Linked DNA regions of Mus musculus: region 1 is linked to region 2. The links are chromatin contacts, called in public Hi-C maps. All regions are on one chromosome and are shown on one strand. The core of a region is the stretch at or near the end of the contact, and the rest is flanking DNA. Distances in the headings are between cores, read along the strand shown.

Region 1 (2,700 bases), core at 1-2,500, 220 kb before region 2:
TGCCCCCAATCTCTCTCTTCCTTTGAGTATACACATGCAAATTCCTTGATACCATGAGGATGATTTTTACTGGATCAGTCTAGACAAGGCCCCTCAACTATGATGAAGTAGGAAGATAGTATAGGGAGAAGAGAGCAAGATCATAGGTCATATAACTGGCATATAGTTGGCTGTTAGGTTGAGTATCAGTTTCTAGAAGGTCGTGCTCATGCTTTGGCTTGGGTCAGGAAGTTGGATGCTAACTGAGCCGCAGGAAGAACAGCTAGGCAGGCCCATCTCTGTATTGAGAGCCATGACCACAGGAACTGATGCAATGAAGATGTTGGTTTTGCCATCTAGAAGGCTCACAATTTGGGATGCTTTTCAAACTTCTGGGTAAGCATGACAATGCAAATCTGAAGCAAGACAAGAATGTGGGCACTCAGCAACTGAGAGCTTTGTAAGCAGGTTCCCAGATCCTAGCTGCACTTAAGTTGAGTCTGAGCCCCTGGGCAACTTCCTGAGAAAGCTAGAAAGCATAAAAATAGCTTCAAAGTGCACAGCAGCCAAACATGCCTGCTTCTTAGCTTCACTGAGATCTTTATCTATAGATCTACATCAGATCTTCAGAGATCTGATCTGTAGGTTGGCAGGGAGGAGAAACAGGAATGTGGAGGCAGTAAATCCCATGAGCTAGTAACATGGGCACCTCCACCACCTGCCAGCTCGGGATAGTTCACAGATGAGGAAGTTGCAGCTACAGGAGAGTTGATTCACAGGAAGAGAAAGCTCTGGTGTTCCAGAACTATAAGTCTGCGCCCCCATAGAGATAGATACTGAAATAGGGTATTTTCTGAAAGAACATGAACATGATGAATAAGTCACTGGCTATCCTTATGCCCTGATGTAGTCTTTGGATTTTTTTAGTTCTAAAGAAGAAACACAAGAGACCAAGATGTGTTCTGCAGGTTACCTGGTGATATTTTCATGGGTGGAAGGAATAATTCATGAAGCCTGTCCCCATCTCATTATGGAACATGTTTTACTCATTTACTTAATTTACTGAAGATTTTAATATCACATGGCTGCCAGAAGGACATGGAAACATTTAGAAGCAGGACTCAGGGCATTAACTTCAAACGCCCACTCCTCAACCTTCTGCCAAGAAATAACAAAATATTTGTCTCTGAGATAGTTAACCTCCCTTCCATACGCAATCTACAACACATTACCTTGGCAGGCTCTGCTCTGTCCCCCTTCTCCCCCACAGGGGATGGGAATCGTTTTACTTAGGTTTCCAACTTTTCCCACGAAGATGAGAAACACCAGGAACACACAGCATTTTCCAACAAATTAGTTTGTCCTGAGATCATTTTTCATCTAATTTAAGGGTAAATGTCACAGATGTGTTTCACTGTATTGGAACTAAGGAAGTGAAGTTCCAAATGCAGTCAAGAAATACAATGTCCCTGTGGGCACAGTCAGGGTTTTTATCTACACAGGACCCTACTCCTGTCCCCCAGAGTCAACAGACACTTTTGAGTGTGACCCTCCTCTAGAGGGTGTGGCATCTTTTAAAATTTTTCTTCACTCCAAGGACTCTGGATATATTAGGTCCAAAATCAACTGTTGGCTTTCTGATACATTTTGCCCAACACAAAGTTGCTCAATGTGCCAATCACCAGTGGGGAATGATTATTTATTCCTCAGCAATATGCTTTGAAGAACAGTGGGATGTGGCTCCAGAGAAATAACACATTTTTCTCTGTTTTTCAAATAGTTCATGAAAAATACTGATGTGAAGTACCAATTACCCCCCCCCCATGAATTGGGCTGGAAGTCTTATTGTATGCTTTAAAAAATCACTTACAATTTGCTCATCCCCTTTTAATTCCACAGCAAAAAGGATGCATTTTTCTTGCTCTAAAGATTAAAGTTCGGTCTGTCTTCCTATTTGGTACAAGGGACTCTCTGACACACTGTATTCTCACATCCCCCCATATATCATTATGGGCTGTAAACTGTAAAAGATTGATGTCTACCAGAAGGACCTCCAGAGGTTGCATTCTAGTTAAAATAACAAAATACTCCCTGTTCTCTGGATGTGTCTGAAGAATAGCCCATGGCCCTTGTTTCCCAGACTGGAGTGAGCTTCTGCCTTTAAGACAGTCCATTTTGGATCCAAACTAAATACCTTGCCTAGTGAATTCTCTTGCTAATGAAGTTACTAACAGAGGCCTACTTGCTATTGCTTAATCTGAATGTTTGAATGAGACTTAGCTGCTTTCTGGTCACCATGCTGGAAATGAGATAACTGCTGAGTGCTTAGTGGGCCACCTCTATCACTCTCTCCAAGGCTTAGGTAACACTAGGAAAGAGGAGATATAAAGAAGGTAAACGTAGAAGAAGGTGGCACTTTCTGAGTCTCTCTATTCGAGTAATGGCTGCTGAGGGAAGAAGAGGCATTTTGTTCAGTGATATAGCCATTGCTCCATTTAGTAAGTCTAGGTCACTGAGTCATATACACAGATATGAAAGCAGAAAGGAGAAGAAAACAGATCAACAAAGGGGACAAGAGAGGATTATGGGAGGTAAATACAATAAAAAAAAATACATAAAGAAAATGGCTCTCTAGGCATGCTCATGGAAGCAGGCCAAGAAATTTGAACAAGGTTGAAATGATGTCCCATGAATGGCCTTTCTTTTCTTACCACAATTCTC
Region 2 (2,700 bases), core at 172-2,671:
GTGTCCATGGACAACTTGACAGGGTTTAGGATCACATAGATATAGCAATGACGGTATTTTTAGGGATGATTCAATGAGAGAAGGCTCACCCTGAATGTGGATAGCACCATCTCATGGACTAGAGTTCTGATTGAACAGGAAGGGTAACTAGAAGAAGCCAACTGAATCCCAGCATCTCTCTCTCTCTCTCTCTCTCTCTCTCTCTCTCTCTCTCTCTCTCTCTCTCCCTCCCTCCCTCCCTCCCTCCTTCCCTCTCCTTCCTAATTGTGATGCAAAGGGACTAACTAGACTTCTCACATTCCTGCAGCCATGCCTTCCCATTATGACAGACCACCATACACTCAAACTGTGAGTCTACATAGGTCTTCCATTCTAGAGCATCCACTGATGTTAGCATAGCTGTGCTTCTTTAAGAACACAGCTCCCTGTAAAACCACTTTACAGTCCTCTACTGTGACATCATTCATGGTACTTTCTTGGATGGGTGATCTGTATTACAAGGATGGCAAATTACTTCTTTCTCTTACCTACATCTTGCTATTCTTTTCTGTGATTCCATCCTTGGGGTAGAGAAATAAAAGATGCTTTTTATTTAAATGGAATATTGTGTGTATAATCTATTTATTTCAGATAAAGTGAAATCTTCCCTTCTTTGATACAACCATAAAACTCACATTATCAAATATAATATTTTACTTTGGAATAAAATCTGGAACCCTTGGCTAAAATTTTAATCAGTTTTACTCTGACTTATAAACAATGCTTCAGCTTCAGGTCTGGAATATTCATGCAGAGCAAAGTGTTTGAAGTTGAATTGGCAGATTCCTCCCTTGGGGACCCTGTTAGAAGAGATTCAGAGGGCTGGATTGGGCTGGGTTGGGGGCCAGAGTAGAGTCCAGGTGGACCAAGGTAGAGGCCTGTGGGTGGTCCTGGGTGGGGCTTTGATGGACTGTGGCTGGGGACCTAGGGTGGGCTGGGGTGTCAGCAGAGAAGGGCCAGCAAGTTTGCATGACCGATAGGTTCTCAGTAATGGATGCTGAGGCCACCCATAGAGTAAAGAGGCTCTAGAGTTTTAGAAAATGATTCTTTCTTGAACTAGTTGGTTGCATTTGATGAGGAAGAGAGATTAGCAGGCTCTTGAGAGCTATGACAAGCGGGGGGGTGGGGAATGCAGAAAAGGGAACTCCGTTCTCAAAAGATGCATGGAGACACCATCTCATGGCCTTTTAATGCAGCATATAAGGAGATGAGAAAGTAAAAGAAAACAAATATCTTCTATTAGTGCTGCATTCCTGAAACCATCAAACTTAATGTGTGCCAGTGTTACTGTAAATCTTATTAAAACATGAATACTGGTTCTCTGGTGTGGGGCAGCCCAACTGTTTGCATATTCTTTCTCTCTCCTTTGTTTCATTTTCTTTTTAGGGCATACTCATTACACAAAGTGATGTGTTTCATAACGATATTGTTTGTGTTCATTGTGCACTTTCACCAAGTTCGTTCCCACCACCCTCTCTGGGGCCTCTCCCTTCTCCCAGCCATCCCTTCCCAGATGTTGTTCCCAGGACCACACTCTGAAAAGCACTGCATTATGAGGGTGGGGAAGTTGCTGAGAGGTGACAACCTAAAGTTAGTCAATTCTACTTCAGTCTGTAGAAGAGAGGGGCAGGGGAGACGCCAGAACAAAACAAAGGCATTGAGACAAAAATAAAAGAAACAGTTAAAACCCTTCCCAGGTCTGAACAACTTGAACTGTAAACACTCAGACAATCTCCATAGCAATCTCCGTATCATCAGTGATCATTCTGAAAAGGTTGTGGAGGATGAATGGCTTGTCCAAAGCAGAAATAGAACAGTCGGAGTTTGTTTTTGTTTTTTGTTTTCTCAATGAAAAAAAGGCATGGCCTTGAAAAATCCTGCACTCCTACGTTTAACTTCATTACACAGGAAGTTAGAAAAGAAGAGCTCAGAAAACAACCTCGATATCCATTCCCAAGCACCTTAAAAGGAAGAGGACATCCAATCATCACAAGAGTACCCCCCACCCCAAACAAAAACATCCTTGAGTACTCATTTAGACTGAGGAAGGATTTAAGAATCCCAAGAGATAAGAAAACCTGTGTGGAGCTTAGAAAAAGACTTGGTCAATTAAGTGTTTGCTTTGCAAGCACCAGGACCTGAGTTCAAACCACAGAAGCTACATAAAGACAAATATCCTGAGCTTGCTGAGGGCACCTGTGAAATTAGCCCTGTGGGGCAGAGATGCTCAGAAGCAGACCCTTGAAGTCTCTGGCCAGTCAGTCTATCCTGAATGGAGAATTCCAGGCCACTGAGGAAAAGCTGTTTAAAACAAAACAACAGAAAACAAACAAAACAAGATGAATAGCACCCGAGGAAAAACCTGTAAAGATGTGTACACACCCATGTACATGCACATAAAATAATACAAAAAGAAAACTGACACATAGAATTTTGTATACAAAATCAAACTGCGAGATGGTGTCCTACCAAGCAGAGGTTTCTGTCCATTGTGCCACCTTGTCCTCGATGCCCACAGGCAGCAGTGAGTTCTACCCCCTCAGCTCTTTGGCTCAGCTGCACCCAGATTCTGAGCAAAAGTAAGGAGGGAGAGGACTGGGAGCCCTGCCTGCTTCAGGACCAACTCCACTGAGGCACAGCATAGGGAGACTTCACCCTGAT

The links. Hi-C and Micro-C count contacts between places; a contact is called where the count stands out from the background.
Region 1: a Hi-C map of uterus shows a contact between it and region 2, with 2.9 times the contacts expected there. The contact joins two enhancer-like sites. A contact is called at or near these places in 1 of 484 Hi-C or Micro-C datasets (uterus) and 1 of 115 datasets of contacts at active chromatin or transcription factors (embryonic stem cells).

Annotation. Positions count from the first base shown.
Region 1 is chr8:128,200,326-128,203,025 of GRCm38.p6, reverse strand. No RefSeq gene overlaps it. Among named protein-coding and RNA genes, the nearest start is that of Mir21c, 77 kb to the left of the region's middle. Within about 2 kb of position 1,250, at least 49 of the 459 cell types and tissues checked have an H3K27ac peak or open chromatin away from gene starts, as enhancers often do. A contact at or near this core is called in uterus, where this site is marked.
Region 2 is chr8:127,978,057-127,980,756 of GRCm38.p6, reverse strand. No RefSeq gene overlaps it. Among named protein-coding and RNA genes, the nearest start is that of Gm32590, 170 kb to the right of the region's middle. Within about 2 kb of position 1,421, at least 7 of the 459 cell types and tissues checked have an H3K27ac peak or open chromatin away from gene starts, as enhancers often do. A contact at or near this core is called in uterus, where this site is marked.